Linked DNA regions of Triticum aestivum: region 1 is linked to region 2. Evidence: chromatin contacts called from public Hi-C data. All regions are on one chromosome and are shown on one strand. Each heading gives the region's core, a stretch centred on a gene start, on an enhancer-like site or on the middle of the called end of the contact. The rest is flanking DNA. Distances are from core to core; before and after follow the strand shown. Region 1 holds the start of LOC123121638 (Golgi SNAP receptor complex member 1-1). Region 2 holds the start of LOC123121636 (U-box domain-containing protein 7).

What was found. A called contact is a pair of places that touch in the nucleus more often than the background predicts.
Region 1: a Hi-C map of leaf shows a contact between it and region 2, with 2.4 times the contacts expected there. The contact joins the promoter of LOC123121638 here to the promoter of LOC123121636 in region 2. A contact is called at or near these places in 3 of 5 Hi-C or Micro-C datasets (leaf and an unstated tissue) and 1 of 1 datasets of contacts at active chromatin or transcription factors (leaf).

The regions. Positions count from the first base shown.
Region 1 is chr5D:343,930,242-343,936,274 of IWGSC CS RefSeq v2.1, forward strand. LOC123121638 (Golgi SNAP receptor complex member 1-1) reads left to right here and starts at 2,158. Exons shown (of 5, transcript XM_044541653.1): 1 at 2,158-2,430; 2 at 4,130-4,357; 3 at 4,584-4,745. The coding sequence starts at 2,395.
Region 2 is chr5D:343,715,749-343,722,235 of IWGSC CS RefSeq v2.1, forward strand. It overlaps LOC123121636 (U-box domain-containing protein 7), which reads right to left and starts at 4,550. Exons shown (of 3, transcript XM_044541651.1): 1 at 3,696-4,550; 2 at 2,677-3,595; 3 at 1,528-1,878. The coding sequence starts at 4,225. The coding sequence ends at 2,689.

The DNA of each region.
Region 1 (6,033 bases), core at 908-3,407, 210 kb after region 2:
CGGGATCTCCCTTCGCTCCGGCGATGAAGCCGGGGAACGCGACGAACGTGGCCGAGCTCCACCCGCCGCCGCCTGCTGCTTACGAAAAGCCTTTCTTTTGCGCCACAGCGCCTTGCGCGACGACCCAGGTTTGCGCCACGGCACGGCGGAGCCCGCGGCAGGCCCAGGGTTGGCCCCAGCCGGCGCGCCTCCAGCCCCAGTCGAGAGCTCCCCCGATCCGGACGATGCAGACAACCCCAGGCTGGAGACGATGGGCTGGAGTCTGGATGAGACCGAGGCCGGGCTAGCGGAGCCGGAGGCCATGGCGATTCCCGCACGGAGACGATGCAGGCGAAAGGAAGGCGCCGGGGCCCGGGTGGGCGCCGGCGAGGGAGGGTGGGCGCCGAGGCCTCGATGGCCACCGGCGAGGGAGGGGAAGGTGGACGCCGGGGCCGGAGTGGCCGCCGGCGGGGACGCGCTTCGCTACCTTTCCTGAAATAATTACGGGAAGGAAATCTACACAGGTGAACATGACATTTCATTCCTATATTTTCCTATTCCCGCGTTTTTAGAATTCCGCGATCAAGTGGGGCCCGGTAGTTTGGTAGCTCCTTGCAAAAAGAAGTTGTTTCTTTTCTCATAAAAAATGGGCACTTATAGGCGCCGGCGCGCCGGCCGAAAGTTTCGGCCGGTCCAGCCCGGGCCGTTGGATCCGAGCAAAAAGAAAATTGAAATCGCCCCCCAGCTCTCTTCTTCCTCGGGAGGGATCCGCATGTCCCGTTCGGGGAGCGCGGCGCCGCGCCTCCTGTCCCCTCCGGTGGTCGCCGGTCCTCACCCTCGCCGGTCTTCCTCGTCGCCGCCGGACCCCGCCCTCGCCGCCCGTCGTCGTCGCCGGTCCCCGCCCTCGCCGCCCGTCGTCGTCGCCGGTCCCCGCCCTCGCCGGTCTTCCTCGTCGCCGCCGGACCCCGCCCTCGCCGCCAGTCCTCGTCGCCGGTCCCCGCCCTCGCCGCATCTCCGGTGGCGCCGGCCGCCAGCCGCAGCACCTGTTGTTGTGCTCGCGTTGTACCTCGCCGTGTGCCCACCCGAGGCTCTTGCTGGTTCCAACAAAAAACGACACCGGTTGTAGCAAAAAAGTTTATCGCTTCCAGCAAAAAAGCTTACCGCTGCAGCCCGCCGTCATCATTGTAGCAAAAATGTTAACCGTATGTAGCTTCTATGGTTGCTGATTGCAGCAAAAAAATGACGTGGTTGTAGCAAAACATAAAAAAAGATAAAGATAAAAGTTTCCATCGTTTTCAGAAAAGCTTTGACTGTAGGTTGAAGCATTTCACACATACGATTGAAGCTTTGTCTACAACGAATGCAACTTTTCTGGTTCGCAGTGTATGGTTGTAGCTTTCTTTTTCAATGGTTGTAGCTTTTTTCATCTACGGTCGAAGCTTTTTTACCAACGGTTGCAGCTTTTTTCTTTGTAGCAGCCTTGGTTAATGCTTTCTCTATCGTTTCGGGTTGAAGCTTTTTCATCAAGGGTTGTAGCATTTTATGTCGACGGTTGTAGCACTCCGCCATGGCAATGACTGCTTGCAGCTTTTGGTGTATCTGGTTGAAGCTTTTTTCATCTTGGTTTGAAGCATTTTGGTTAACGGTTGTAGCATGAGGGCGTGCGGCAGGTTCTGCAATGCCTCCGCCATGTCTGCAGCGCGAGCGCCGCCGTCCTCGCAGCTCGTCGTCACCATGCTCGCCATCCATGATGGCAGCTCTCCTGGGCACCGGTTGCAGCAGGCCACGACGCGGTTCCAGCTTCCGCCGGGGCCGGCGAGCGAGGACGGCGAACGACGATGGGGACGGCCGGCGCGGGTGACCACCGGCGATGAGGACGGCCGCGCGGGGGCAGGGGACGAGGATGGGGCGAGATCCGCGGAGCTGGGAGACGGGGATGGGGCCGCGCGGGGGCAGGGGACGAGGATGGGGCGAGATCCGCGGAGCTGGGAGACGGGGATGGGATGGGGCGAGATCCTACGTGTCGCTTGATGGATGGCTGAGACGAAGCGCGCGTGGACGCGACCGGCCGAGTGGTTCGGCCGGCGCCCCGGCCCCAAACGTTTCCCTAAATAAATTTGAAGTTTGGTAGACCAAAAATGCAAAATTGTGCACTATGCTGCCGTGGCTTTCTCGATTAAGGGGGCCCCCGGATTGGTGGCTGCACCGTGCCACCGAGCCTCACCCGACCAGTTGACCACCACGGTGCCCCCGACCTGACGCTTCTCCCTCTCCCTCCCCAACGCATCGGGCAACCCACCCCTTCCAACCCTCTCCCACTGATTCGCTCGCCGCGCCCGCGCGAGATCCAGCCGCGCCCCCCGCCGAGATCTCCCGGCGGATCACTAGGACGGCGCCGCCGAGGACTTCGGAGCCATGGAGGCGTCGTCCTGGGACGCCCTTCGCAAGCAGGTGAATACCCCCCCCCCCCCCCCCCCCCATCCTGGATCCCCGCGTCGCGCTCTCTCTCTCGCTCGCTCGCCGGCGTCCGTTCGCCCGAGATCCGGCCCTGGCCGGCGCCTGCGCCGCGCGGTGGGTGTGCTGCGCTGCCGCTGTGGTCCTCGCACCGACGATTCTCCCCCACTGCCCGCTGAATTCATCAGAGGCGACCCACGTAAAATTGGAGCGCCTCGCTCGTCTAATCCGTAGCCTGTGTCTGTGGAGCGAAATGCGTTTTCCTTCATCTTCTGAAATTGTGGAGTTTTCGTGACACCAAGACTAGTTTCATAGTGGCTATGTTCTAAAAACTGTGCCGCAGTTATACCTTTGATCTTCGGAGCAATGTGACACTGAACCAGTGCGCAACTGACTAGAGTTTTGATCCTACCAAAGTGTCCCTTCTGCATCTGATGCTTTTGTTGGCTCGATGTTGTAATCGTGCTTATGGAGTATCTAGTAGTAGTGTAATGCGGTGTTCGTCTTATTCATGAGAGCCAGGTGCTTACGGTTAGTGTGGTCCGACTGTATGGTACGAGTCTATGGCAAAACCTACCCTTTGCTAGGCTAAGAAGGCATCGTGCCTACTTTTTTTCTGTAATGATGTCACTACTGAATGCAATTGCTGCATTAGAGCATGCCTAACGTGGGTGCTAACAGAGGTACGCCAGAATGGATATCCTGGTCGATTGGCTGTTACGTGATTAGGTCATCGATTCCTGGCGTCAGGTGAGGCGCCGACGCAAAAAATTGAATTGTACGCTTGGGCCTTTTTGGCTGTGCGGGGTAAAACGCTGCTGCACCAGCCGTTTTTATTAGTGCCATGTAAAATTGGAGCGCCTCGTCCGTCGAATCCGCAGTCCATGTCTGTGGAGCGAAATGCGTTTTTCTTCATCTTCTGGAATTGTAGATTTTTCGTGACACCAAGACTAGTTTCATGGTGTCCATGTTCTAAAAACTGTGCTCCTCGGCGGCCCATTTCTTTGACTAACATGGGTGGGCTTGGAGCAATGTGACACTAATCTAGTGTGCAACGGACTATAGTTTTGATCCTAGCAAACTGTCCCTTCTGCATCTGATGCTTTTGTTGGTTCGGTTGTGTAATCGTGCTTATGGAGTATCTAGTAATGTAATGCGGTGTTAGTCTTGTTCATGAGAGCTAGGTGCTTACGGTTAGTGTGTTCGGACTGTACGGTATGAGTCTATGGCTGAACCCATCCTTTGATAGGCTATAGGAAGGTGCCATGCCAACTTATTTTCTGTAACGATGTCACTTTCTGAATACGACTGCTGCATTAGAGCATGCCAAACATGGGCGCTAACAGAGAGGCGCCAGGATGGATATCCTTGTCGATTAGCAGTTAGGTCATCGATTCCTGGCGTCAGGTGAGGCGTCGACCCAAGAAATTGAATCGGGAGCTTGGGCCTTTTTTGCCGCGGATAAAACGCTGCTGCACTGGACGATTTTATTAGCGCCTACGGGTTAGCGTCTATAAACTGCTGGGTTTTTTTTTTTAATTTTATGGTATCTTTTTTATTTCCCTAAGCACCTGCATAAGCGACTTGCGTTGAAGATGGCCTTATGGTTTCATGAAGCTATGAGTAGGCTGATAGATGGTATTTGACGTATGTGTGTGTATGGCTAAAGTTGTTACTGTACTATTTCTGCTTGTAGGCGAGGAGGTTGGAAGCTCAGTTAGACGACCAAATGATTGCATACCGTAAATTGGTTTCTATGAAATCGGATGGTTCAGAGAATGATATCGAGACTGATATAGAAAGATCACTAAAGCAACTTCAGCAAGTTAATTCTCAAATGCAAACCTGGGTATCATCAGGAGGCTCGGAAGTTCTATCTCATACATTGACCCGTCATATGGAGATTTTGCAAGACCTGACGCAGGTTCCAATAAATCCCTCTTACACTAAGTAATCACATTCTTCACAATTACAGTTTGTTTAGCTCCAATATTAAATCAAGGTTTCTATTAATTTCTCCCCAGTCATAATAACCATGAATTATAAAGTTTGCTGTGGAGCAACACTCTTTGAAGTTTGGACACCGCATATAGAACGGCTAGACTTCTCTCATAATTCTGAAAAGTTGCTAACCCAACAATTCAACACAGGAATTCTATCGGCTTCGATCTAGTCTCAGAGTGAAGCAACAGCATGCTTCCCTCCTTGACTTGAGAGACTTTGACAGAGCAAAGTTCGACGTGGAAGAGTCTGGAGACTCAGAACAAGCTCTTCTTAGAGAACAAGCTGCAATCAGCAGGAATTCCGGACAGGTAGGATTGTCCTGCTTTTTAGGAGCACCTGTATTGCTTTCTGAAATTTGCCTCAATTTATTGTTAGCTCTATCAGATAGTATCATATAAGGCATACAAACAAACCTAGGATAACAGCTTACATGCATGAATGAAGTTGCATTGCATTACCAACAAGAATTCTCAAGCATTTCAAATTGAAGGAGCCTCACTCACCTTTCTTGTTAGGAGATAATTTAATTCTGTCAGGACAAACAAATGAATTAAAATTCACCTTTCTGGTGGAGTATTTGTTAACAAATATTTATTTTCTTACTGAACAGCACCTGCCACATAAAATAAGGGAACGATGTCGCTTTTATTTTTGGTTTTCCTATGGCATGTGCTGCACAATTTAACTGTTCTTGCTTGTTATTAATATGTTTTGGACTCAATGAGGTTCAGGAATTCCACAAAGGCCCATATATTACATTTAACTTGATTATAGTGCATGCTAATAATTGCATGTGCGCGTCTATTTCAGTTTGAGCAAAATTTCTAGAATTTCAACCTACATGCTCGTGAAATTGCTTGTTTAGAAATCTATCTTTCATTAAAAACTGCAACAAGAACAAGACCAACAGCAACAACAACAACAACAACAACAACAAGAAAGCCTTTTAGTCCCAAACAAGTTCGGGTAGGCTAGAGTTGAAACCCATAGGGTCTCAAAACCAACTCATGGTTATGGCACGTGGATAGCTAACTTCCACGCCCCCCTGTCCATGGCTAGTTCTTTGGTGATATTCCAGTCCTTCGGATCTCTCTTAACGGACTCCACCCATGTCAAGTTTGGTCTACCCCGACCTCTCTTGACATTATCAGCACACTTTAACCGTGCGCTGTATATGCCCAAACCATCTCAAACGATGTTGGACAAGCTTCTCTTCAATCGGTGCCACTTGAACTTTATCATGTATATCCTCATTCTAGACCCGATCCTTTCTTGTGTGGCCACATACACATCTCAACATGCACATTTCTGCTACACCTAACTGTTGGGCATGTCGCCTTTTAGTTGGCCGACATTCAGCTCCATACAACATTGGTCGAATCGCCGTCCTATAGAACTTGCCTTTTGGCTTTTGCGGCACTCTCTTGTCACAGAGGACGCCAAAAGCTTGGCGCCACTTCATCCATCCAGCTTTGGTTCAGTGGCTCACATCTTCATGATATCACCATCCTTTTGCAGCATTGACCCCAGATATCGAAAGGTGTCCTTTTGAGGTATCACTTGCCCACCAAGGCTAACCTCCCTTCTCCTGCTCGT
Region 2 (6,487 bases), core at 3,300-5,799:
TCTAAGAGCAGATCCAATTTTTCTTATTTTCCAGATTTTTTAGAATTTAAAAAAGGTCAGACAACAACCGCAAACTTTTTCCCATTTTTTACATAACTATTATATTTTTAGAAATATATTTGATTTTACTTTTTATTATTATATTTTCGGTTTTTCCCCTAGAAATTGGCAATTTTTTGCTGTCCGGATGGTCAGCGGGTCAAAACCGGTCAACAGGGAGGGGAAGGTTGAATCCGGGCCGGTTTAAAGAGTTTGGGGTTGTAATGTGACATTATTGGTGCTTTTTTAACACAGTGCAATTGAAGTGTCGCATACACTCACCCCTATGAACGAACGTACACACTTTTCCTATGAGCACCTCCGAGAGACTGAGCCGGCATATTATCTTGAGATTGACGAATTCTCCACAGACATCTTCATACTCGACTGGAACATCTCCTCCCACTGAACGCACATCGCCGAAAGGCCTGAAATAAATTTCGAAAAATGCGAGCACCAATGTCAAATTTAGGACTTAGAACTCTTGTGGGCTGGGTATACCATTGTTTCTTAACCATCCAACCATAGGTTGGTTCGCGAGACGTCATTGGAGTTGAGGGTTGTAAATTAGACTAGGGCAAGAGTTGAGAGTGAAATATGCACTTCTCTCTTTCATTTTTTACAATGATCTCTAGTAACCAGACAAGCAACAGTGTGTCTCATTTAAGTAAGTTTTTGTACGTATATACAGTATGTTTATATAAAATAAAATTAGCAGGTGCTAATTGTTTTCATTTGCAAGAGAGAAGAAAATTCCATGTGAGGACAGTTTGGAACAAGAATCGCCTTCCGGAGCACAGCTGGGCACCATACCATAATGTATTAATTTGTCAGTTGCGGCAGCGGCATCTTCTTGATCATCTTAGCTCACCCTTAATCAAGCTTGACGTAATCCTAACACCCACTCCTTTGATCAATCAAGCCCTTAAATCTTAATCAAAACCGCGTGCCACGTGCTAGCCCTTAAACCAATGAAAATGCGGAGTCTGCTGTATAACCACACACTTAACTCGGCCGGTACAGCGAAGGCCAATCTAATAAACTGTTTGCAAATACTCCTACCAGTAGCACTCTACTGGCAATGTCCGTATGTACACACCAGTTTTCCTCACAAATAAATGCCAATACAGTACCTGAACGAGATACGATGCCTGTTCTGAAACTATGTGTACAGTAGTTTGTAAATTGATTTGTACCAAGATTGCCCCATGTGACAGTGACCACCTCAACAATCTGGACCATCTTTGCGGTGGTAGTGGTTAGATTGAGACCAATGTCAATCTGGAAGCAAAGCAGTTGTGCCGAATGAACATGGAGCAAAAGCTGAAACACATGGACCGTGGGAGTTTTTCAGCCTGGCAAAGACCGAATGATGAATGGTCCAACATTAAGATAGTAGCACTGTATCAATCACCCTCCACTGCATCCTCTCTTTTCTACCACCACCTCTAAAACACCTCCCCTCTCCCACTCCAAGAAAAGATCATGTCATGTGCACACACAGGTAAAGATTAAAGAGCAAGCCATGGCTGACGCTGACCACTACTACCAGGCACTAGGTGTAGTATACGACTAATAGTAAATTAACTAGAACTATCACATATACAAAAGCTGGGAAGAAGCGCGGTTAAAACACCAAAAGCAAAAGCGATTAGGAGGAGAAAGAAGAACATCTCGGCGCCCGTCTGCCGATGCATCCGAGCACGTGAGCTCCGTCATGGCAGAGCATAAACAAGCATCGCCCATCACTCCGTCCACAGGCACCAAGAGATGAGATTCCCGGCCTCCAACGCTTGCACCACCATTGCCCACTGTCATGCAACAAAGTCGCCTCTCCTCCTGATACAAGAACAGGGTCAGAGATCGGTTTATTTTAATCTGCTAAAAATGTAATCCAAGCACAGTAGATGGGCAGAAGATGTATCTACTATTCCTTCCATAACACTCCTACTGCTAGTGTAGTGTTGTACGAGTACCAGTATAGTACTCCAGTACCAGCGGTAGTCCAAACGCGAGCGTTATGATGTCCTGACCGGCCGGGAGGACTTTTGGACCAGGGCACGATGGCCGCGCTTGGCCCCAACACTGTTGGGGCGCGCGCGCGCTTACTTTGCCGGAGAGCAACGATGGCCATGGCGTCCCTCGAGGCGAAGCACGACGCCGACCAAAGTGGAGAAGGCTCGGATAGGATTGACCCTGCTTCCAGTTCCACTTCCACCCTGGTTTTCTTAAAACTCCCAACTGGGAAATGGATGACACTCGATTTCTTTATTAAAACCGATCGAGCTTTGCACTTGTGTGCTGTGTTGTGTGGACTAACACTACTACTAGAAGCTCTTAACTTGTACGACCACTATCAGATTAATGCAGAAACTACATTTTGTTTTGGTGGGTCCTGTCATCTGTGACAGCGTGATTAGAAGCAAGGATGGAAATCCCCGTGATTAGATTCCTTGTTTAGTTAGCCGTTGTTGGTCGACTGATCTGGTGGTGGCAGACAAAATGCTACAGTAGAACATTGACATGACAGTGGGGTGATCAACTGACAAAAACAACTAGTGCGACGAACTGTATTTGTTACTGCCATTGTGTGGCACTGAAGCAAGGAATGTGGATGAACTTGTTTTTTTTTTTTACCTGCGGTGGGGCTTAGAACGGCAGGCTTTTGGAGGTGGAGGAGGAGGTGAGCGCCTTGAGGCCGTCCGGCGGCGCCAGGTCCTGCGGGAGCCGCGCCCGCCGCACGATCCGCCGCATGTTGCTCTGCAGGCTCTGCTGCACCAGCTGCCGCACGGCGCGCTTCTCGTTGCTCATGCAGCAGGCCTCCCCCTCTGCCTCCGCCTCCTCCTCCTCCTGGCACCGCCCTCCGCCGCCGCCGCGCTCCTGCGGCGCCGACACCGTGGCCACGACGCCGGACGCGTCCGCCACCTGCTTGCCCTTGTCGGCGCGCAGGATCTCCAGGATCCTCGACGCGCGCTTCTGCGCCAGCGCCGTGCCCACCAGCGTCAGCTCCAGCAGCGCCGACGTGGCGCCGGCCTCCGCCATGGCCGTGCGGTCGCCGTAGCTCCGGTGCGCCAGCACCATCAGCACGTACGCGGCCTTCTCCTGGCACCCGGCGTCGTCGGACCAGTTGAGCACGTCCACGAGCACCGGCACCGCGTCCGGGGCGCGGCTCACCGCGCGCCGGCCCTCGGGGCAGGCGGCCACGACGTTGCAGAGCGCGGCGAGGGCGCGGTCCGACGCCGACATGTCCCCGATGGCGGCGATCAGCGACGGCGCGAGCCCCGCGGACAGCAGGTGCGGCGCGTTCGCCGGCGCGATGGAGAGGTTGAGCAGCGCGCGCAGGGCGTCGTGCCGGACCTGCTCCGTGGCCGCGGCCTCGAACGCGCGCACGAGGAAGGGCGCGGCCCCGGAGGCGCCGATGATGGGCTTGTTCGCGTCCAGCGCGCTGAGGCAGAGGAAGTTGGCGACGAGCGCCCCCGTCAGAGCGCCGGACGCGCCCTCGGCAATGCGGAGCATCTTGTGCACGGCGCCGGCCTGGACGATCGCGGCCTTGTTCCTGCGAATCAAACCAAACACCTCCTGCAGAATCAGAAGCCGAGCACCCCAGATCTGATCAACAAGAAACAGAGGAGCGCGTGGCGGAACAGAAAACTCACGTGTCATTGCCGATCCCCATGTTGAGGAGCGCGTACAGCGCGGCGGCCAGGAGCTCCTCGCCGCCTCCACCCTGGTCGAGCATGGCGACGAGCGGCGGGATGGCGCCGAGCATCGCGAGCATCTCCCTGGCCATGGCGTCGTCCTTGGCCTTCCTCCGCACGACCGTGGCCGCCTCGACACGCCACGAGACGCCGCCGGCAACGTCTCCCTCTCCATCCTGAAGGGCGGCGACCACGACCTTGAGCTCCTCCAGCGCCGCCGACTTCCTGGCGGCCGCGTCAGCCTCGCCCTCGTCGTCGCCGCACTCGGACGGCTCCGCCCTGAGCAGCTCCGCGAGGCGGTCGGACCGCGGCCTCGGCTGCGACTGCGCGCGCGGCTGGGGCGACCGGAAGGACGTCCGGCCGCGACAAGAACCGCCGCCGCCGCCGCACGTCAGCACCTCAAGAAGCTTCCTCCGCATGGTGGCGGCCGAGAAGACCGGCCAGAGCCGGAAGCCACCCGCATCGGCGTGCACGCACCTGACCACCATCGCTCCTTCCCCTACCGCGGCTTCGACAGCAAGTCACATTGGCCGGAGGAGGGAGGGGGACACTTGGCGAAGGAGGGGGCGCTTCGGTAATGGCGTGCAGCGGAAGCCGTGGCGCGGCGCGGCGTAGTAACAGAGAGGGTTTATACTCCGTCCGTGTGAAAGGCAAGGTGGTCACCGAGGACTGACAGGGCGGGCCCACGCAGCCAGGATAAAAAATGGAGGGAGCAATTAAAAACTGGACGCCATCAATGCGGGATTTACAGTTGGATTTTGCAGTGGGGGGCCATCGAGGAGGTGACTAAAAAATGTGTTAAAAAATGCGGCACCAGGTCATTTGCAGACGAATCGATCTGCGAGCGAGTTAAACTTAAAAGTATTTGATCAGGCTTGGTGTGCAGGATGGTGGAGCAATTAGTTTATCTCTGTTACTCCGAAAGTTCGGCAGCAGTACAAATCTGGGATCTATCGTGGCTCATTTACAGTCTAGGAGTAGTTGCGGAAAGAGTGATGAGGCGTAGTTACTGTGTGCATGCAGTGCCACTTGCTTGACACGCCGCCGCGCACCCATGTCTGCATTGACGCAGCACAAGATTTTGTAGCTCCGCCGACAGAGGAGTCCAAGATACTCCTACTACCAGTCTACTCCCGCTGATTGGCTCTTGTCGGTATCATACGCCCTGATGATACGACCGTATCAGGCGCATTTGCTGATGGGTATTACTCTCTCGGTCCCAAAATACTTGTCCGAGGAATGGATGTATCTAGACATATTTTAGTTTTAGATACATCCATTTTTATACATTTCTGCGACAAGTATTTCCAGACGGAGAGAGGAATATGTATGAGCATTGCAATTCTAGCACGTAGTATGATCAATACTACGTCTATCACGCATGATTTATACATCTATCAGACGCATTTGCTGGTGAGTATATACCATGTGCAGCGGTGCAGCGTCTACCACAATTAACTTAATTTCCACTTTGTTTACTAAATATTCCCTCTGATCCATAATAAGTGTGGTGATAACGAAAGTATGCTTCTAATCTCGAGCTCAAATGCTCCTGTTGTGAACAATAAAATCAAATTTGTTTCAAAAAAATGGTATTTCGGCAAACTTTAAGAAATGTTTGAAGTGCATGCAATTTTTCATCACGAAATCACATTAGAGATAGTCGTGGCAAAAACAAAAAACAGTGCTCGAAATGCGTTTGAAATTAACATTTTCATAGCGTCGATATTGTTTTTTTACCATGCCTTGCACGGATGTGATTTTGTGATGAAATTTTACGTGCACTTAAAACATTCTTTAAAGCTTGCCACATAAAATTTTCAGAATTTTTTATTTTATTTCTATTTTTTAAAATTTACGGTTCATGCAGGAGCATTTGAGCTCGAGTTTAGAAACTCGGCATCCTAGTGATAACACTTATTATGGATTGGTGGGGGTATTCTGATTCAAATATGCATTAAATTGTTGTGTGCAATGATTAAATAAAATGACAATAATGTTAGAATTAATGGGCTTGGCCCATGTGCATATAAAAAATTTCTAAGTAAATCTCAAAGGCCCATGTATAAATGAAAGATGTCGAGGTCCGATATTTAGTCCCATGGTGCTGGGGGAGGTGGTGTGAGACGAACTCATATGGTGGAGCCTTCCGACTCCACTAAGTGATTGGTACGAGCAGAGAAAGAGAACCCCACACGCCCGAGCCCGCCTCGCCTCGTTTCGCTGAGCACAGGCCTGGGGCAAAGGGCGCGGACGTGCGCATGCGTGTGAACGGTTCGTGGCCTTGCAGGAGCACAACTTTCTTTTTGATGTTTTATTGTTGGTTTATTGACAAATAAAATTTGGAGTTAAAACATGACCAATAAGTTTTCAAGTAGGAAACCTAGTAGGTTTGGATTGTAAAACACGACATGAGACCGAGTGGTTTCTCCTACACATATGATTTACCGGACACGACCAAATATACATCAAAATCGAGTTTTTTTACCTCGCCTTGCTATTTGCGTCGCCGTTGTAGTCTTCTCCATCCCAAATATCGGTGTGCATCGCCGAGTGGGAGAGCGTGTGTCGGGAATCTTTCGCTCTTGTGATCCTGCATCGGGAGACAATGAATTAGGTTTTTGGAAAGCACTAAGTGCGACTCGTTACGTTCGTCACCATGGGTCGTCTTCCTTCCAAGTCGGGCGGTGTCGCGCACCGTCGTCTCTGCTGCTGTCTGCTTTGACCGGTCTTCGCTAAATCGTCATCAA